7 separate regions of the Mus musculus genome follow, and regions 1, 2, 3, 4, 5 and 6 are each linked to region 7. A link is a contact called in public Hi-C and promoter capture Hi-C data. All regions are on one chromosome and are shown on one strand. Each heading gives the region's core, a stretch centred on a gene start, on an enhancer-like site or on the middle of the called end of the contact. The rest is flanking DNA. Distances are from core to core; before and after follow the strand shown. Region 1 overlaps Gm13846 (a long non-coding RNA gene). Region 2 has its middle 84 kb from the start of Gm31894. Region 3 holds the start of Agbl3 (ATP/GTP binding protein-like 3). Region 4 holds the start of Mkln1 (muskelin 1, intracellular mediator containing kelch motifs). Region 5 holds the start of Cnot4 (CCR4-NOT transcription complex, subunit 4). Region 6 holds the start of Akr1b10 (aldo-keto reductase family 1, member B10 (aldose reductase)). Region 7 holds the start of Exoc4 (exocyst complex component 4).

What was found. Promoter capture Hi-C pulls out the DNA fragments that hold promoters and counts their contacts. A called contact is a pair of places that touch in the nucleus more often than the background predicts. Capture Hi-C pulls out chosen DNA fragments and counts their contacts.
Region 1: a contact with region 7 is called in a Hi-C map of the G1E-ER4 cell line, with 3 times the contacts expected there. The contact joins the enhancer-like site here to the promoter of Exoc4 in region 7. A contact is called at or near these places in 3 of 39 promoter capture datasets (the 3T3-L1 cell line, embryonic stem cells and hippocampal neurons), 1 of 15 datasets of contacts at CTCF or cohesin (the NIH/3T3 cell line), 1 of 484 Hi-C or Micro-C datasets (the G1E-ER4 cell line) and 3 of 115 datasets of contacts at active chromatin or transcription factors (astrocytes and embryonic stem cells).
Region 2: a promoter capture Hi-C map of hippocampal neurons shows a contact between it and region 7, with 4 times the contacts expected there. The contact joins the enhancer-like site here to the promoter of Exoc4 in region 7. A contact is called at or near these places in 3 of 39 promoter capture datasets (embryonic stem cells, hippocampal neurons and liver), 1 of 484 Hi-C or Micro-C datasets (embryonic fibroblasts) and 1 of 115 datasets of contacts at active chromatin or transcription factors (microglia).
Region 3: a promoter capture Hi-C map of pre-B cells shows a contact between it and region 7, with 7 times the contacts expected there. The contact joins the promoter of Agbl3 here to the promoter of Exoc4 in region 7. A contact is called at or near these places in 1 of 39 promoter capture datasets (pre-B cells), 1 of 484 Hi-C or Micro-C datasets (CD4 T cells) and 1 of 9 other capture datasets (liver).
Region 4: a contact with region 7 is called in a promoter capture Hi-C map of pre-B cells, with 2.6 times the contacts expected there. The contact joins the promoter of Mkln1 here to the promoter of Exoc4 in region 7. A contact is called at or near these places in 2 of 39 promoter capture datasets (embryonic stem cells and pre-B cells).
Region 5: a contact with region 7 is called in a Hi-C map of muscle stem cells, with 4 times the contacts expected there. The contact joins the promoter of Cnot4 here to the promoter of Exoc4 in region 7. A contact is called at or near these places in 2 of 39 promoter capture datasets (neutrophils and pre-B cells) and 1 of 484 Hi-C or Micro-C datasets (muscle stem cells).
Region 6: a promoter capture Hi-C map of liver shows a contact between it and region 7, with 3 times the contacts expected there. The contact joins the promoter of Akr1b10 here to the promoter of Exoc4 in region 7. A contact is called at or near these places in 3 of 39 promoter capture datasets (liver, pre-B cells and stem cell-derived epiblast-like cells), 1 of 115 datasets of contacts at active chromatin or transcription factors (embryonic stem cells) and 2 of 9 other capture datasets (adipose tissue and liver).

What each region holds. Positions count from the first base shown.
Region 1 is chr6:31,658,787-31,661,486 of GRCm38.p6, reverse strand. The region is part of intron 1 of Gm13846 (a long non-coding RNA gene); the gene reads right to left. Among named protein-coding and RNA genes, the nearest start is that of Gm13848, 6.0 kb to the left of the region's middle. Within about 2 kb of position 1,441, at least 22 of the 459 cell types and tissues checked have an H3K27ac peak or open chromatin away from gene starts, as enhancers often do. A contact at or near this core is called in the G1E-ER4 cell line, where this site is marked.
Region 2 is chr6:31,932,269-31,934,968 of GRCm38.p6, reverse strand. No RefSeq gene overlaps it. Among named protein-coding and RNA genes, the nearest start is that of Gm31894, 84 kb to the left of the region's middle. Within about 2 kb of position 1,413, at least 10 of the 459 cell types and tissues checked have an H3K27ac peak or open chromatin away from gene starts, as enhancers often do. A contact at or near this core is called in embryonic stem cells and hippocampal neurons, where this site is marked.
Region 3 is chr6:34,779,083-34,781,782 of GRCm38.p6, reverse strand. Agbl3 (ATP/GTP binding protein-like 3) reads right to left here and starts at 1,351. Exons shown (of 20, transcript NM_001289656.1): 1 at 724-1,351.
Region 4 is chr6:31,397,367-31,400,320 of GRCm38.p6, reverse strand. It overlaps Mkln1 (muskelin 1, intracellular mediator containing kelch motifs), which reads right to left and starts at 1,493. Exons shown (of 18, transcript NM_013791.2): 1 at 1,367-1,493. The coding sequence starts at 1,464. It overlaps Mkln1os (muskelin 1, intracellular mediator containing kelch motifs, opposite strand), which reads left to right and starts at 1,548. Exons shown (of 3, transcript NR_040300.1): 1 at 1,548-1,706.
Region 5 is chr6:35,132,320-35,135,339 of GRCm38.p6, reverse strand. It overlaps Cnot4 (CCR4-NOT transcription complex, subunit 4), which reads left to right and starts at 1,603. Exons shown (of 12, transcript NM_001164413.1): 1 at 1,603-1,838. Gm33046 (a long non-coding RNA gene) reads right to left here and starts at 1,809. Exons shown (of 5, transcript XR_868974.2): 1 at 1,638-1,809; 2 at 770-1,092.
Region 6 is chr6:34,382,848-34,385,547 of GRCm38.p6, reverse strand. Akr1b10 (aldo-keto reductase family 1, member B10 (aldose reductase)) reads right to left here and starts at 1,301. Exons shown (of 10, transcript NM_172398.3): 1 at 1,141-1,301. The coding sequence starts at 1,206.
Region 7 is chr6:33,247,750-33,250,462 of GRCm38.p6, reverse strand. Exoc4 (exocyst complex component 4) reads right to left here and starts at 1,335. Exons shown (of 18, transcript NM_009148.4): 1 at 1,225-1,335. The coding sequence starts at 1,310. It also overlaps the pseudogene Gm1401.

The DNA of each region.
Region 1 (2,700 bases), core at 192-2,691, 1.6 Mb after region 7:
TATTCATATCAAGGATGATGAACCCTAGGGTCAACGTGTTGTGCAGCTGCCCTGGCTTCAGTCTGATTCTGAGACTGTCCTGCCTACAACTGAACAAAGGCAGGCCCCTCAGCCAGGCCCATGAGCAGTGGTGATCCGTCTCCAGGGTCCTCAGAGCAGAAGGTGTGGCCCTGACACCTCCAGTGATGCTCTCACGGGCCAGTGTCCTCTCAGATAAAATTGGAGTTAACCCCCCATTTTGAACAATGAATCAGAGAAGTGGAGAACTGACATGATCCAAATGAGATCTTTCCTGTGTCAGCCGGGTGGGGTGGAGGGGTGGGTACCTTATAGTGTCACCCCACCAGGGCAAGCACGCCCACAAGTTATGCTCTGTTCCATGTGGCTTTAGATGCTGGGAAACGTTTGCCTACTCTTTCTCGGTGAGAATGATTATAGGCAGGCCTAATTCTTCAGTCTAACGCTCTCCCCATGCAGACCTAATTCTGATCTGCAACCACTGTCCTTTAGGTCTCATATGTGGGGCTTTCTCGCCCTCTGGTGGAGAGACTTTAGCACTGCAACTATGTCCCTGCTTAACCCTAACGGAGATACCGACCTAGTTCTTTCAGTCTCTGAGGCTTTTCCCACAGGATCCCACCTTCAGGGCTAGGAGATGGTGGCAGGGGGACCTGCTCTGCCCATTTCGTCCCTGCTCCCCTCACTTTCTGCAGACCAGGCCACCGCTTTTCTGACACTACCATTTACAGACTGCCAGACTTAGTATCCAGCTACTACATGTGACTAGTCCTCTGCCTCACACACTAACAGACCCTCCGCCTGCGCCATGACCCTTCTCAAGCCTCCCTAAGCCAATCTCCCTACTGGGGTGATCTCTTTCCTTCCTTTCTGGGCCTGACTCAGCCAGCTTCGATCTGCAGAGCACTTCTCCTCTAACTGGGTATGGTAAGCAGTCATTCCATTAGGGAAGACATGACACCAGAGGAAGCTGTTTGCTGAACCCGAATCATTGGGTGACCATGGCCTAGGGGATCTAGCAAGAGGCTTCTTTGGGGAGTGGCAAGACTTATGGGCCAACCGTGAGCTGGTTTTCCCAGAAGAGGGGAGGGAAGGCTGTCTGTGGCTACTGTCTTTACCTACTTTATTTCTCACCTTCACCCCAACCTTAAGGATAAACCAGGATCCTTTTGCCAGGTGACACTGTCTCAATGAAACAATGTAGCCAGTCTTGGTTCTAACAGCCAAAGGACTACTGTGGACTCCTCTCCCCCACCCCCATCCCCACCCCCAGGACCTTCTACCATACTATATTCTGTCCCTTTTCTCACAAAGCATGGAGCAAGAGAGCAGAGGAGGTGGCGGGAGGCACCACTGGCGTGAAGAAAGAGTGTATGCAGATGGACTGAGATGCAGCCATGGAGGGGCGTGGCTAACCCTCTCAGAGGACAATCCTGGGGTAATTGACCACATGACAGACAGTAGCCCTTCTGACCTTCTAAGGTAATTGGAACCCTTGACTTTTTTCTTAGTTTTTATCACCCTAATAAAAACCTACATCTCCCGTTGGTATGGATTGAAGCCATCCCCTTCACATATTGAGGTATTTGGGGATACGGTGAAAGCTCAGTCAGTAAAGTGCTTGTCAGGTACTCATGAGGACCTTAATTGCACACCGGGCATACCATGTAAAAAGCTGGGCACGGCAGCCGTGGGTCTGTAATCTCAGCACCAGGGAGGCAAAGCCAAGAGGATCTCAGGGACTCACTGGTCAGTCTAGCTCCAAATTCAGCAAGGAACACGGTCTCAAAAAATTAAGGTGGAGAGGCTGAAGAGGTGACTCGGTGGTTAAGAGCCCTGGCTGCTCTTGTAGAAGACCCACGTTTGAGTCTCAGCACCCACCCAGCAGCTCACAAGCATCTATAAGTCCAGATTCTGAGGATTCGCTGCTAACTTCTGACCTCTGAGGACACCATATGTGGTATCCATACATATATGTGCAGGTAAAACATTTTGTACATAGGCTAAAAATAAATACAAAAAAAAAGTAATTGCATCACCAAGACCATTTATGCCTGCCTCCAGCCTTTCTTTACCCAAACCTCATCAGCAACCCTGCACTAACCACCCTTATGAGCTGAACTCCTAGCGTCTATTAGGGATTGGGTGAGGCAGTCTCTCTCTCTCTCTCTCTCTCTCTCTCTCTCTCTCTCTCTCTCTCTCTCACACACACACACACACACACACACACACACACACACACACACACACAAAACCCACCCCAATTCCCTGGAAAAGGGATAGGTCTCTGTCCTCTGCACGGTGCCTGGCACAATAATGGGTACCCCACAAATGTCAGTATGCAGGATACCCCTTCATTTCTCTTTCTAAAAACACCTTGTGGTCCCCCTGAGTCACAGCTCTAGGGTGAAACAAAGCCAGCCTAGGGCGAGGAGCCTCCCGGGAGTGACTGCCACTCTCTGTGGGCACACGCCCATTCAGAGCTCCAATTATCAGGAGGTAACAGGTTTCTGCAATCTTACTCCCCATTTGGCCAGGGAAAAAAACAAACCATGAAGCAAGCGAGCTCTCTCAAGGATGCTTAGCTGGAAATGTTCTGCACCTCAGAATTTAAGGCTCCATTTCAGAAATGATTCAGCCTTAGATGAAAGAAGACAAATGCCCCTATTTTTATCCAGAGAA
Region 2 (2,700 bases), core at 164-2,663, 1.3 Mb after region 7:
CCAGTTTCCTCACGTCGGGACCAACACTTGCTAATTTCCTTTTATTTTTATTATTATAATTATGATGATGATGATTATGGTTATTCTTATAGATATGAATTTGATGATATAGGAGGAAGAGCTTGCAGGCTCCGCCTCTCTGTGATGATCTTGGAGGAGGAGCTTGCAGTCCCCGCCTTGGAGAAGGAGCTTGCAGTCCCCGCCAAGGAGCTTGCAGTCCCCCCCTCTCTGGAAATTTCATTCTAAGCTTGACTCCTCTCGACACAGAGGGCCCTTATTTGGATTGTCCTGACTTTTCAGCCCATTGAGTATAACCTATGTACTTTGAAGATTGACAGCTCCTGGAGGAGAGGAATTGTCTACCCATGGTTCTGAGTCCCATGGTCTCGTTCCCACTTAGCATGGGGAGAGGAGGGGAACCCTCAGGCAGCTAGCCCCACCTCATGAACCAAAGCAGACAATTGATCACTACCATCTACTTTGAACTGCACATTTCATTCCTCAGTCTAGCTGTCCCAGCCCTTCCTGTTGAAAGGACCTGGAAAACCGAATGACTTGAGGATAGCTTTTTGATACTTGGGAGTAAATAAATAAATAAATAGGATTGTTTGTTTACATTTAAGAACCCCAGAGCCCAGAGGTGATTAGAGGGGATACTGAAAGAATGAATTTAATCACAGAATCAAATCTCCAGAGAGGCGGGGCCTACAAGCTCCTCCTCATCCCCTCCTTTATGCTCCTCTGTGGACCTCAGCTGCAGAGTTGCTGCTGCCACACTCCCTGACATGTAACCACCATCAGCCTCTGCCCGCTGAAGGGCGTGGCTTCCCCTGGGGCGCCTGCGGAATTCAGGAATACTTGGTTACCTCATACAATCCAGCTAAAGTCACAAGCAAAGTTCTCAGCTGTTACCAAAACACCTAAAGCCCTAGCATTGCTAAGGGCACACGCTGCTGGGCCCTTAGGGGAGTTCAGGCTACTCCGAGAGAAAGCAATGGCGTGGGGGCAATGGCGGCTATGGTACCTGTGCGGTCATAGGAACAGCAGAAGGGCCCAGAAGCCCACTGACCAGAAATAGGCAGAGGCTAGAGAGTGGGTGCACACTCGGGGCTGCGGGGGAATGAAGCAGAGAGATCAACAGTAAATTCAACTGCGATAGGGCTGCCCCTACAATCGCCTCCTGGCTCCTTCTCTCCCCATCTCTCTCCCAGTCACTATCAAAGCAAAATTTATGAGGGGCTCCAGGCATTGGATATTCCTTGTATTTCAATCTAACTCTTTGCAATCTCAAGTGAACAGCTTGGCTGTCTCTGCCTGTCAGGGAATTTAAATTGCAGATGGGGTAGTGAACAGGCTGCCCTGCGCAGGAGCAGCCCCTCTGGTGAGCACCATCATCGCTTAGCAACGAGAAGTTTATGAGGCAGTGGAAAGTTCCACTCTGGAAAGTGCCCTTGACCCAGAGCATCTCCCAGGAAATGAGAGGAAGCTTCCCAGAGAAAGGCCCAGACAGATAGGAGGTCAGTTTGTGTCACAGCTGGGGTCAGGGAGCACAGCCGGGGGCGGAATCAGCTTCATTCTGCACAGCCATTGTGGAATGTGTCTTCTGTGACACGCAGTGTCTTCACCAGACTCCATGTCATCTTTGACATTCCATTGTTTCAGAGATTGTTTTCTAGCTAAACACGAAGTCTCTTCTCTGAGTCTCCTCCTACCTCACACGCCATCAACCAGTAAATATAGTAGTGAACAACACACACACACACACACACACACACAAACACACACAAATTGTCAACAAATACAAATAGCCAGTGCAAAAGAGAACCAGCCCACTGAATCTGCTCCTAGTTAGAGCTCAGTTCTCCATAGCATGTATATAATTATGAGGTCAGTCAAGCATCACCACACTTAACATTTTATTCTGGAAGTCACAATTGCCCCAAAGTACTCAAGCACATCGCCAAGGCATATCCTTCTGCTCAGATAATTGTCTTTGGGAATAAGAATGTGGGAAGCAGTAACCCTATGTGAATGGCTAGCAAATACTACAGATACTGATATTCCGTTGACTTTGGGTCATTGTATAACCCACATGCTCAACACAGGGAAAATCATCAGACACACCAAGCTCCAGCCTGAGTTTGGAAGACAATCAACGTATTTCTAGGTATTTGGTGTGGGTGAATTATATCTTCCCCTATAAAAAATATCTTGGAGTCCACCTGCATACTATAGAAGTGTTCTCATTTAGTAATAGGGTCTCTGTAGACAGAATTGATTTAGATAAAACTGTCTTTAGGATGAAGTAGGATGCCCAGTACGACTGATGCCCTTAGGAAAGGCAGAGCCACCATAAAATGGTGCAAAGATGCAAGAACACACACAATGATGGAGGCAGAGATGGGAAAACACGACAACAAGTAAAGGAAAGCAAGAATACAGAGGGTGGAAGAGGCGGCAATCTCTCTTGTAGGTCTTTGGAGGTACAATAGCCCTATGGACACTTTGGTCTTGACCTTCCAGTCTTCAGAAATGTGGGGCAATGCATTTCTAATGGTTTAAGTGGCCCCATTTGCATTCCTAGGAAATTAATCCAAAAGCTGGCATTCAGCTCAGCTGGTAAAGTAATCACCTAGTATGTATCTAAATATCACCTCTGGGGGGTAAATCTGAGAGCATCATAAACTGCAACATCAGCAT
Region 3 (2,700 bases), core at 102-2,601, 1.5 Mb before region 7:
AAAGAGGATATGTATCTGAGAGGGTTGGAAGGGGGATAAATGATGTAATTATATTTTAATTAAATAAAAAATTTAAGATGATGAGTGGATATGGAATGGGGGTGTGAATTTTAGAAGAGATGAAGGGGGATATATTTATAACCTGTCAGTATGTTTTATGAACAAAAATAAAACTTAAAAAATCTGTTGAAACAAGAGAGACAAATCACGTAAATAATTTAGTTGAAAAACTTCCACAGTATATAGCCAGGCCATTTACATTTTATATTCATAACTAAACACTACACTGCAATAGTAAATGGGGATTGTCTTCACGCATTAAAAAGTACACAAGAAAAGTTATAATTATTCAGACAATAAAATGTAGCAATAGTGTAAAAACTTTCCCCTTTCTCTTGAACTTTCAGTTGACCCGAGCTTCAGTGTGTATAACTTAAGTTTCTCTTTAACCGTGATCATTACTGTATATTTAACTTTTAAAGCCAATGACACCATTTGTATTGGAATAGCTACCAGAAGGTCCGGCTGGAGATGACCACTGTTGCTTCTAGGCAAGCCTGAAATTGGCATTTTACTAAAATGACATTTTCCTCCTGCTACACATGCCAGTGATTGTGCCTTTGGGGATAATACAGTTTTAGGTATACGTTTCCTCTTTTCTTATTTGCAATGAAATCATCCTTGCCAAGCTTTTACACTTTGGAGGACACCAAAAGAATTTACCAATTTCACAACTACTGGTGTTTGGTTCTCTCTAAAAGCGAGCCTTTTGACCACCGCCGACAAACACCTTCTCAGCCCCCGGTTGACGTCTACAGACGAGCGCGTTCGGGGGCGCGGACGGCGCGGAAGGCCTCGCGAAGCTTCATCATAAACGCCAACTGCAGTCGAGAGAGCGGTTTCTAGGTGACATCTCGGGGCGGAGACCGAAGCTTCAGCCCCGGATGACGGCTCGAAATTACGACAACCCGCCGGGACGCCCGGCGGCAGCTCCTTACGTGCGCGGACGAGGCGTGCAGGCGCTAGGCGCCGGAAGCCCGCGGACGCCGGTCCGCGCCCGAAGCGGCGAGCGGGGGGCGTGCGGCCGCGCCAGGCCTTCTCTCGGGGCGGGACCCGCGCGGAGCCTCCTCACTCACGCGGGCCCCGCGCCGTCCCGCGCCGAGGGCCGCATTTCCCCCGCTCCCCGCTGCCTAAGCGGCGCGTCCGCCGCCCGCCTCGTTCCCTGGGCCTCTTCAAGTCCGCCGGTCGTCCCACCCCTGCCGGGAGAATACTTTAGGATGTCCCCCAGGCACCGGGCGACGACAGGGTCAGAGCAAATGCCATCGAAATTCAGCGGTCGCTGAGAGAGCAGGCCGCTTGTTGCCAGGGCAACGGCTGTACTCTCGCGAGACTTTGGGGAGCTTTAGTGATTTCTTCCTAGGGACAGCTGTGAAGGTGGTGAGGTTTTTGGCGGGAGACATTGATGCTAGGGGATGATGGGAACTCCTGGCTTGGCTTATGGTATGGACCGGTTTGAGCATTGCAGGAGGGAGAGTTTAGCACTGGGGAAGATGCGACTGCAGTTTGTTCTGAGTGACTATAACTTGTTTGCTAGGTGCCTGCGCTGAGAAGGCAGTAGAACATACAGTTTAAGGCTTGTGTCTAGAGCCCCCCTTGACTTTTAACAACCTGATGACCACGGGCAAGTTAATTTTCTGAACTGAACCTTATTAATAAAAATGAACTAATTTATTTGAAGTTAAAAGGTTGAGTTCTATTTTGCACAATTATAATTCATTCTTATTCTGGAAGTGAGACTTAAAATACTTGATTTGGAGGAGTCATGGTTATATGTATAAGGGTAAATTCTCAAAAATTTCATCAGCTTAGAAATTCTTTGTTAGCCAACACTTTCACAAAGCAAATCTCCCACCTTGCCTTATTTAAGTCAATAAGACCCCCACAGCAGTCTTAGGATCTGTGTTTGTGTGTGTATATTTAACCCTGATTTGTTGGTCACTTTTCACTTTGGTGGATAATACAGTTGGAACAGTTTTCCAAGTAAAGTTAATAAAAGAAAAACCCATATAGACAAAAAGAATGAGGAGGTGTTCAGTGCCCTCATGGTTCGCATTAAGCGCTTCAGTTTCAGCATGGAAATGGGTTAGCATCTCTAGATTTGTTAACTTTCTGGGAATGTGTTTGTGTCAGACCTTGAGACTTTCTGTTTCTTTGGGCATTGGCCTGAGGAAATGAAGTGTGCCATTGATCACACTTGTTTGAAAACTAGTCTTCATAGTTAGTTGTGCTTGGTTTTATGCCATGTGTATATCACTAACGGAGACAATGCTCAGAGACTCTCTGGTTTGAGGGTATCCTCAAAGCTCCAGTACCGAAATTTACTTGCTCCTGTGGATATGTAAGAACAGAAACATAACCCTACTTCTGTTTATATGTGGGGCCGTTCAGGGGTAAGTAAGATGAATGAGACCATCGGCGTGGAGTTCTCATAATTAAAACTTAGTGGCTCTATAGGACAACAGAGGGCACCCACTCCCAGTTTCTGCTAAGGGGTACCATTTGGTCACTTGGGACTCTCTGCCTGCAAGTCCGTCACCAAATGTGTTCCCTTGGCTTGTACCACTAGAATCACAGTCAAGCTAGACTTTTCTTAAAACATCCCCCGCTGGTGGTATTGTGCTGTTGGACAGTAAATAGGGT
Region 4 (2,954 bases), core at 244-2,743, 1.9 Mb after region 7:
CTCCTTTTAGAAATGCCTCTCTCCTTAACATGCCCATACAACAGGTAATGCAACTGGGATTTGGGCTATCCCAGTCTCATGCCTACACCAGAAGGTAAAGCGATGGCAGACAACCTAAAGTGTAAGTTATCTAACCAAAGACCTGGGGGTGGAAAAAGTCATTCGAGGTAGTTAGTGACACACCACCAACTCTCTAACCTAGACACAAAAAAAAATGTTATCTTCAGATTCAAAGGAGTCAGTCAAAACAAACAACCTTAAAAAGGCCTCCAAAACAAACAACCACACACACACCTCCAAAAGAAAAAACTACCAAAAAAAAACAAAAACAAAAAACAAAAAAACAGAGGTTTACAGAATGAACAGCCACAAGTCCACTTCAAATGAAGGTCGGTGCTTATCCAGCTCACCCTCAAATTAAAAGCTGGGTTCCAATATCAATCAGAGATGTGGCCATGTACCAGCTATCAACAGGCCACAACCGGCCAGATCAGACCACAGGTCAGCCTTCATTGGGCGGGAGCTACAAGGCTTCAGTGCCAACCCTTGACCTGGTGACTAGGAGGAGGGCAGGTGGGCAGTCCGCGGAGGCTGACTCTTCACCCGCAGCTTCAACTTCCAGAGTCCTGACCGACTGGACTCGAGAAATCCAATCTGAACAAACGGGAGGAATTTTAAAAATACGAATGGAACACACTCCCTGTTCAGGACACTCCGGAGATGTAGCAATTTTATTCGAATAGCAACGGAAAACTGCACCCGTTCCTCGTTGTGTTCCTAAGGCCATTTCTGCTGACTTGGTGGTGCCCTCGGGCAAGCCGCACGCCCCCAGACCTGCCCTCCTTCCCTATCTTTTTCAGAACTTCCAGCCCCCCCCCCCGTCCAAAAAAAGCCAAGACACCCCTCTGCCAGTCCTCCAAGTTCTCGCCAGGGTGCGGATGGACTCCCCAACTTCTCTCGCCACTCGTGCAGAGCTAAGCACTTTTACTGCGGGCTCAGGAACTCCGGCGCTGTCCGAGCCGTCCGGGAAGGACCGGGCCCCCGTCGTCGCCCTGACCACCTCCGACGGCGGGGGAGGCTCGCCCGCGGCCCGGGCCCGGAGCCCCGCTCCGCTCCGCCTCACCTCCCGCTGCGCAAGCCCGCCTCGCCGCCGCCACCCGGAGCTCGCTCCCGGGCCCTCAGCCCGGCCTCGGCCCGCCAGGCCGGAGCACTCGGCCGCCGCACTGAGAAGCTCCGGAGGCCGCGCGTTCCCCGTCACAGGCCCCGCCTGGGCCTCTCTCGGCTCCGCTCCCCACACCGCACGCTCTGGCGGGCCGCGCTCTCACCGAGCGGCTCCGACAGCTCGAGCGCGGGGCCCCGCACTTACTCGGGAAGGTAGGTGGAGGAGAAGGAGCTCCACTTATGCAGCGCGTAGGGCAGAAGCCGGCACTCCGGCGCCACAGCAACAGCCCCGCCAGCCGCCATCTTGTCAGCACCGTAGCGGCCACCACCGAGCGCCAGCCCCGCCAGGAGGAGGGCGGGGACGGGGCCTGCTCTTAAAGGGGCCGCGCCGGGAACCCGACCGCGCAGGGCCGGCACTGGCTGCTTGGAGGCCGCTTCCTCGGGTTTCCCACGCTGTCCTTTCCTAGCTGACCCTCCCAGGGAGGCTTTCCTTTCCTGTGAGGCTGGCAGAGGAGTGGCACAGAGGACTTTTCATACAAGCTCAGGTAAAGACAAAGCCAAGGACATTTTGAAAAAAAAAAAAAAAAGAAAGAAACGTCTCCTAGAATAGGAAGGGAAAATTCGATGAGCTTGGGAAGGGAATATCTTTCCATCTTTCCTACTTTGGAAACCACTGCTCTAGCCTGTTTATAAATCCTCTCCGGAAACAGAGGTGAGGAGAATTGAAGTGCAATAATAACGTATGGCCTTTGTCTCTGCAGTTGACCTGGGGTAAAAATGTCCTTGTCACCGTGTTCAAGGGTCAGGTGGAGGCAAGATAAAGGAACAGCTAGTGTGTTCTGCTATCAGTCTGTAAACATTTCTTGTCGGCCTCTCTTACTAATATTCTGATGGCATCGTTGTACCCAGAAATGACATTCGCCCACATACCAGGAAGATGCTCAGAGTTGGAAAGTTGTGTGCCATCATTTGTCTCCGGCATTAAATCTGCTTGCTTTGAATTTTAACATAAATTTAGCCCAAATGTTTGGAAAGAGAGAGATGTTTGAGAAAAGATCGCGTCTTCTTCAGAAGGAATAATGAGTACACCCCACCCACCTCCAACATACATACTGTTCATGAAGCCTGACAGCAGGCATCATTCCAGCTTTTTATCACAAAAGGAACATCTGGCCTAAATAGGTGGCAAAGTTAGATAATGCTCCTGTCTAGTACCTGTTTGTCAGGGTTATAAATATGCCCTTGCTTACCTAGCGGCATCACCCAAAATCGTGTCACTCCCTGCCTAAGAGGTTGGACTCCTGGAAGTTTGGATTGCATCATTGTGTCAACCAGAGGATATTAAAAACTCAAGCAAAGAGTATCTCAATAAATGATCCAATAGTTTTACTCTTTTTGATTATGATCGTTAACCGGCCCATCAAATCTCTCCAATTCTTTATTGGCTTCGTTTCCATTGGTGAAATTTTAGCAGTAGCCTCTACTATGATACCACTAGCAATGTCAGCTAGACCACAAGTATACTCAGTGTTTAAGACTTTGTTGGGAATGAGTATGAGCCCTGAGGTAATGACCCCTGAGGTATTGACCCCTGAGGTAATGACCCCTGAGGTAATGACCCCTGAGGTAATGCTCTAACCCCACTGACTTCAGTTAGATAACTGCCTACCATGGAGGAAGTTAGTTACAGAGAAATTATCTTGGAGGGAAAGATTGTCTTCTAAAAGGGAGAAGATAAGATGGGGATTCACTCCAGTTAGAGGACCCACAATTTGCTAATTCCTCTTCTTTTT
Region 5 (3,020 bases), core at 354-2,853, 1.9 Mb before region 7:
ACCTAACTTTTTTACTTTGAGACAAGGTCTCATACCACTATGCCCAAATGTGATATATATATATATATATATATATATATATATATATATATATATATACACACACACACATACACACCCATATATATGTATGTGTATATATATGTATACACATACACACACACATATATAATTTTTAGCAATTTCATTCCTGTGTAAAATAAGTTGAGTCATTTTTATGCCCCTCCCCCTGCCCCCCAACATTTCCTCTCTCTTACACCAAAGAAACTGGTCTGGTTGCCTTTTTTGTGGTTTTTTTTTTTTTTTTTCTGCCTCTAGACATGGTTTGTAGACCAAGCTGGCCTTGAACTCAAAGAGATACACCTGCCTCTGCTTTCAGAGTCCTGGCTTGTGTCACCACGTCCAGCGAGACTGAGACTTTAAAACTTCAATTTCTTTCCTTACATTTCCCTTTTCTGTTTTAAATCCTCCCCTTAAACCTTTTGCTTTCAGGCCTCAAGTGTGCCAGACTAGCGCCCTACCACTGTGTGACATCCACAGTCCCATCCTACGTATTTTAATCCTGGATTTGAAAACTTGGTTCCTTTCACTTCTCCAAACCCCACTACATGCACACACCCTAGAATGGGGACAGATTTGTGTTTTTGGTCTCTGTTGTATGCTCCCAGCATATGGCACTGAACTGGGTACCAAGGAGCTCAGCACTTATATGAATAGATGAAGAATATAGGCAATAAACAGAATCGACCGCTCCAGGAGCGCCACTTACACCAGAGTTCTGGGAGGCAACCCGGGAAGTTCAGTAAATTGATTTTGTTATTTAGAATTTCTCGGTGCTCGAACCGGCTGCGGTTGTATTATGTCCTTTGAGACGTGTTTACTTGTGCAGTTTGCGAACCTGACGCACACTTCTGTGCAGGCTGGAAGAGTTCTGTGCAGCCAGCAACAGTTTGCAGGTAAGTCCACATGCTTTCACATCATCAGCAACTCATGCTACTCTGACTGCCCGCGTTCTCTTGAGAAATGTGCACATGGCAATTCAGGTATTTCTTCACTGGCGATTTTCCAGTAAGGAGGATGAGCTCAGCTGTACTGGTGGTAAAGGACGTGCAAAGACCGGGAAACGAATTAACGCTCACTTTTCCAAAAGTATCAACTCCCCACTCTAGATCAAATCCCGCGCTCTTGCAATGCTCAACCTGATTCTACCACCATACCGCCCCCGTCAGATACCTATCTATGGCGGGCGGGGCAGAAAAAGACACGTCCTAGCTTCCTCCGAATCAGTTAAGTTTCGTAGAATTTTGGTTTCCTACATTTCAGCTAACATTAGTGAAAACCGCCGACCACATGACACAGTAGCCACACACGCGGGCAGAAGAGGAAGCAAAACAAGAAGAAAGCCGGCGCTCCAGTAGCCACGTGAGGAACGAGTTCCCGAGCGCCTTCTCTAGTGATGACTTCAATTCCCGGCCTGCCCCGGGGCGGTTACTATCGGAGGACTACAACTCCCAGGGTGCAGTGGACCAGTCCGCCGCAACCTCCCACTCGCCCGCCTGCCGCTTGTCCCGCCCCTCCCCCGCCCCGCCCAGCCGGATCGGCATGCGCCTGCGCAGCGGAGGCCGGAGGAGTCTTACCCTAATGTAAGATGGTGGCCCGTCTAGCCGTGGAACCCACCGAAAGCTGAGAGTCTCTCTCTCAGCCGTAAAGGTCGGACTCACTGAAGCAGTCAGGCCCGGTTCTGAAGAGTTTTTTCGCCGACTCTCGTTCATTGGTCTCCTGTGAGGACTCGGCAACGCGTGGAGTCGGCTAAGAGAAAAGCGAGGCAAGGCAGGCGGGTGAGTGTCTGCGGGGCTGGGCTTAGGGGAAACCCGGCGCTGACCGGCTACGAGAGAGCGGAGGCTTCGCTGGGACTGTGCAGGCCGCACCCCCCTTTCTCCCCACCCCCCCACCCCCGCCCGCCTCGTCTTCACCCTCCTCCTCCTCCTCTGGCTGCCTCCTCCTCCTCTTCTTCCTCCCTCTCCCCTCTACGCCACAGCAGTTATCACCAGGAAAAGGCAGCCGGGTTGGAGGCAGCGCGGCAGCGAGCGCCGGCTCTCCTTGGAGAATTTCTTCAATTGAGAACCCAAGAGGGCTTCTCATCACCAGTTTTCCCCGCATTTTTCTGGCAACAGTATCCTTAGGTCTTGGTCCTCCTGTTTCCCCAGCCTCCTTTCCCCTCTGACGTCCTTTCCTACTGGCCCCGGTCTCCCAAGCCAGAGCCATCATTTCCACTCTGACGGGTGCTGCTGCTCACTGCCCACCCGTCCTGCTTGGTGGGCTTTTTTGCCCCTTTTTGCCCCATCCCTTCCAGAAAGGCTGCTCTGGATCTAGCCTCTGCTCCCCTCTGGTGCTTGCAGTCAGCCCCCAGTCTGTCTGCCAGACCCGAGTTGATTCCGATGTGCAAGTCTCCTTTAACCGCATCTGTCATCTTAAAGCCACCTCGTGAGTATCTAAATCATGTTGCTGCTCCGTTGCTCCGTATAACCCACCTGTTTCTTAACCTACTTGAGAATTGTCGGTTCCTTCCCTCTTTCCAATGCAGACTCTTTGAGCACACACTCCAGGATAGGGGAGATGATGCCCCGTGTTGTTCCTTGAAAAGTAAAGGAAGTTAGGAAGTGAATGAAGTGAGTGGGAGACTATTAACGTTAAGAGAAAAGAGCTTTCTTCGGGCTACTCGGGAAAGGAATGTTTTGCTTTTTTGATCTTTTTGTTGCTCATTTGCTATCCTTTTTTACCCCTCTTTTCATTTTCGACCTTCTCCGTGCTACTCAGCATTCTCCTGAATTGCCATTCCTCAGGACACTTGATGTTGTCTCTGATTATACCCATAAAGATCAGCTTAGAATTTCAAAACCAGGTGAATCTAGCGCGCACACACACACTTCATCCCCGAACACCACATGCAAATAAATACAGATGGTATTTTGATTGTATGTGGGTTACAGATTCCTTTTGTATCAATTATTGGCTCCGTT
Region 6 (2,700 bases), core at 52-2,551, 1.1 Mb before region 7:
CATATGTAGCAGAGGATGGCCTTGTCGGGCATCAATGGAAAGAGAAGCCCTTGGTCCTGTGAAAGCTTGATGCCCCAGTGTAGGGGAATTCGAGGGTGGGGAGGTGGGAGTAGGTGGGTAGGTGAGGGAAGAAGCAGGGGGAGGGGGGATGGGATAGGGGGATTCTGGAGGGGGGACCAGGAAAGGGGATAACATTTGAAATTTAAATAAAAAATAAATCTAATTTTTAAAAGATCATAAAACAGCAACAGCTGCGCCATCACTGGGACAAGGAATTGCTTCCAGCCACTCAGAGGCACTGAGGTCCAGGCTGAAAGCCCCGCCCCCCTGCACGCGCACTGCTGGCAGCACGGGCTACTCATCCTGAGCCCAACTCCTTTACAGTCTGCGTCTGCTGTTGAAATTCTGAAAGTTCATCTCTGTGAAGTTTTCCATGTGAGTTGATTCCCTGGAGATCTGCAAGTGATTAGTTATTGTTTTGATGGATGTGTAATTTCTGGCTTGGTCCAAAACCGTTTCACTAAGCATTGAGATGAGCCTCGGAGAAACTTGCCAGGTGAGTTGAACACAGCCAGGGTGGGACCTGAGCTGACTCTCGCTCAGTCTCTCTGCCACCCTGATCCTGCTCGGGCTTTAACATGTGGGAACTAGTGGGGTCTTTGGAAAGTGAACGTGCCTGGGCTGGGGTCTGAGACTGGGCTTTCACAGGCTCCCAGACTACTCTGAAGTAGGTAATGGGGTCCTTCAGCATGGGTAGCAAGGGCAGCTGGGTCATTTGGAGCTCAGCGTTCTCGTTCTAAATAATTCAACCAGAAATAAATACACAGCCAAAACTTGTAAACTGTGAAGTAATTCTGAGGAAAAGCTTGCGACGAGAATAACTGCCTGGAGATGATGGTTTGCTGTACTTTGTAAAAATCCAGGAACAGCTGGGATCCCGACACTTGTTAGGGAAGTTAGACGCCAGCTCTGAGGCCTGAAGCAGCACAAAAACTGAAAGCAACTTGGGTCAAGGCTGTAGAGTTCCAGCCTTACCCGACCCCAACCCCCACCCGGCAGGCAAATGCTATGCAAAGAGGAAGACGTGCCAAGACCTGTCCCCACTTGAAAAAAGCAGCTGCCCAAAAACTGCGCACTCACCTTCCAGGTGCCCAGGCCCACAATGGGCATCTTGGCTCCGGTAAGGAGCGTCACGAAGGCGGCCATGGTTGCTGCAGAAACGGTTCAAAGGGAACAGACGGGAGCCTTTGCCTAAATTAGGAGTCTGGCAACTGGTTCCGTGTCCTTGAGGAGACAGGCTCTTCTTCCTACTGGCTAGCAGCCACAGCCTGGGGGCGGGCACTGGCACAGGAAGTGCATTTCGGTTTTTCGTAGGGTTGACCAGCAGTAAACACTGCAGAATACTAAGTTTCCCTGCTGCAGAGTGCAAGGCTCCCGCAGCAGTGCCCGCACAGGTGTGTGGACAAAAATAACAGGCAGTGAAAGATGAATGCATAAGTTTATTTAAGGAAGGTCATTGCTTCGAGAGTGCACATACTCTAGGGGTCCAACAAGTTTTCAGCTAGGGAAAAAAAATTCAAGGCAAACAAGGAGGCATATAGCAATCATTCTGATATCGATTAGTACTGATAACCCACTACTGTCAGACTAGCCACATCAATTATTTCTGAAACCACTATTTCACTAGCTACAATATTGATAACAAGAGATATCGGTGGGAAATCAATTGACGGATGTCCTTGCAGAATTTTTTTTCAATTTTTATTATTTATTTACATTCCCGTCCCCCCTTTTGTCCCCCCTCCCAAAATTTTTCATCCCATTCCTCCTCCCCCTTGCCTCCGAGAGGGTGCCCCCGCAGACCTCCCCCTCCCCTGGGGCTTCAAGCCTCTCAAGGATTAGGCACATCTTCTCCAACTGAGGCCAGACCAAGCAGACCTCTGCTGTATTTTTGCCAGGGGCCTCCGACCAACCCGTGTATGCTCCTAGTTGGTGGCTCAGTCTCTGGGAGCTCCCTGGAATCCGGATAAACTGAGACTGCTGGTCTTCCTATGGGGTCACTCTTCCCTTCAGCTTCTTCAGTCCTTCCCCTAACTCAACCATAGGGGTCCCAGACCTCAGTCCAACGGTTGGGTGTATCCGCCTCTGTCTCTGTCAGCTGCTGGTAGGGCCTCTCAGAGGACAGTCATACAGGCTCCTGTCTGTAAGGACAACACAGCATCAGCAATAGTATCAGACCTTAGCGCCCTCCCATGAGATGGATCCCAAGTTGGGCCAGTCACTCTTTTTAATGTATGAATTTGAAAAGCAGTAATGTGAGGCTGGACCAAAGAAGAAAGAATCATAATCTCAACTTCCTTAACACAAAAGTAAACACAGAGTAACATTATGTGCGGTTATAGTAGCCTCTGTGTCAGGCGTGGCTGTGTGAGTGTGTAATTTCATCTGTGTTCACACAATTGCTGTAAGATCATGGGAGTAAATTGGTCTAGAAGTAGAGATTACCTATTAGTCATTTCGACATGATCTTTTACTACTAAAATTCTCCTTCTCCTCCTCCCTCCTCACCCCTCCCCCTTGCTCCCCACCCTCCTGTTCTTCCCTCATTCCTACTTCCCCCTCCCCTCCTCCTCCTCCTCCTCCTCCCCCCTCACCTGCTTCCCTCCTCCCCTCCCTTCTTTTCTTTCTTTTTGTTTTCAA
Region 7 (2,713 bases), core at 86-2,585:
TGAGGTTTTAATATCATGGGATAAATCTGAACTGTACATTGTTAAACTAAGAATGTGTGCCTGCAGTGTTTTCTCTTCAGGGCCTACAAAGTGTATCACTTTCACAGACAGTTCTATCCTCTCGTTTTAAAATAAAATTGATAAAAACAGGCCATTCTCTTAAACTCTGCCATAAACCAATACACGGGTCCTTTTCAGTCGATTAAATGGTAAACTTTTAAAGCCTTTCAAAGCTTGATTTACCCATTCTCTCAAGGGCTTAACCTACCAGATTCTGGTGGATCCTAGGTTTTAAAAAGATAATCAGGATCATTACAGGAGCTCTCTTAACTCAAATCAAAGTGAAGGATAAGTCGAGGAAAGTGGGAAGCAAGGGGTATTTGTTTTAGGAAAATATATGGGATGAAATGCAAATGACAACAATGGATAAGTGTGTCATAATGCATTTTATTCAGGCTGATCTAAGTCTGTTTAACATTTTAAACATTTAAAAATAAGAAGAAGAAGACTAGTAAATAGTCAACCACCCCCACTCTCACCCTAATAGTTTAGGGAAAAAGTAATGAGGAGGGCAGTTTGAAATTCTATTTTTGTATGGTTTTGAGTAAGAAACTGGAATAAGAAAGCAATAAGAAAGAAAGAAAGAAAGAAAGAAAGAAGAAAGGAAGGAAAAGGAAAGAAAAAAGCAAAACAAGAAGGAAGGATGGATGGATCACTTTAATATTCAATGCTAACAGCTCACGCAAAACCTAGGATCTGAAGCTGTGGCTATTCACAGGTAGTGGAAAGTGCCCAAAGTTGGACACTCTGCAACTCCTAACAGGAAACTTGGGCCTGATCCCCACGAGCCCAGGACACCTCCCGGCCTTCAGGAGTGTGCACAGCACCAGGGTCAACCAGAACCTGTTGTAGGAATGAATGAGTACACCTGCGCTGGGTTTCTTCCCGAACCCAAGCGGGCCAGCTTTTAGGACCGGGGACAGAAGTAAAGGCCATGCCCCGAGGAGAAGACTGGGGAGGTGGGGTGTCCTCCCCTTAACCCCGGCCCCAGAGAGTCTTAGAACACTGCCCGGCGGGGGCGGGCAATAGGCCCTGGGGAGGGGCGGGGGAGGCCAAAAGGGAGAGAAGGGCCGGCGGATGGGGCCCAGCCGATGCCTCTCCCTTCCACCGCGGAAGTCCAGCCGCTGCCCTGACCTCACCCTGCCTGCCTCCTGCCTCCCTCACCTGATCACCGAGATGAGCAGCCCCGAGGGGTCTTTGCTTTTGCTGACTGTGCTCCTGTATTTCCCACCAGCTGCTTCTGCCGCCATCTTGGTACGGGAGCGAGAGCCAGGTGCTTGACAGGACCGGGAAAGTGTAAACTCCGCGGCTGACCCGGAACATCCACCAATGGCAGAAGAGAAGCGCTTAGGCGCGGAAGTGAAAAACCCAATCCCTGGAGTTAGGAGGCGGGACTGAGACTCAGCTGGAGGCTGAGGCTCCTGTCCTCTCTAAGCATTCTGGGAAATGTAGTTCTTCTGCCGGTCCCGGGCATGCCTGGACAATAAACCAAGGGCAACTTCATCAAGCCTCCTTACTGTCTCTTTAGATCTCTTCAGACAGACCTTAAGTTGTTTTTCAGTTTACTCCATTTTATAATTTTACACGCTTTAACTTAATGTATCTGATGATAAATTGCAGATTCTTCTATTTAAACAAAGGTCCCAAAAGAATGCTTGTGTGTGCAAAAATATTAACTTCAAATACCATCTTTAAATCAACCAAATGCAAAAATGTACACGCACAGAGATTTTTCTTTGGTATTTTTCTGAGACTGAATGTTTCTATATTCGTCTTATGTACAAGTTCACTGTTGCGGTTATGCCAAGTCGCAGGCTGCAGGCTGTGAGGGGGAAAAGTACCTGTCCTAGGGGCTGTCACATATATATATATAGTTTCTCATGTTGTGGTGACTCCCAACTATAAAATTATTTCATAGCTACTTCATAACTGTACCTTTGCTATTGTTGTGACTTGTAATGTAAATATTTGATATGCAGGATATCTGATATGCAACCCCAAAGGAGTCAACCCCACAGGTTGAGAACCACAGACCAATTTCAATGGATACAGGAAAATCTTTTGTAGAAATTCAACCATACTTTTAAAATAAAAGCACTCAAAAAAAAGTCCCAAAAAGGAGGAACCACTGCAGTTCTTCGGGCGGGGGGGGGGGGGGGTTACTCTCATAGCACACCTTGTATCAGCACAGCAGCGGTGGCGGCTTCCAGAAGGGTCTGGGCGTCTGGTGGAGAGGCACAAAGTCCAAGCACTTTCCCTCCAGTCGGTGTTGTGGGGCGACTGAGACCATGGAGGAGTCGGAGGAGTCGACACCTGCTCTGCACAGAAGGAAACGGCGCTCCACACCTTTAGCTCCAGCCACACCACCTTCACAAACAACAGAGAAAAGCCCATACTTCCAGACCACAGAAATCTCACTTTGGACAGTGGTGGCTGCTATTCAAGCTGTGGAGAAGAAGATGGAATCCCGGGCTGCCTGAGTGCAGAACCTGGAGGGACGTGCAGGGTCAGCAGAGAAGAAGCTGGCTGACTTCGAGCCAGAGAGTTCAGCAACCAGCCGGAGGGCAAGTGGGCCGTGCTGGGGACCCTGCTGCAGGAGTACAGGCTGCTACCGCCACGACTGGAGAATGTAGAGAACCTGCTTCGCCACAAT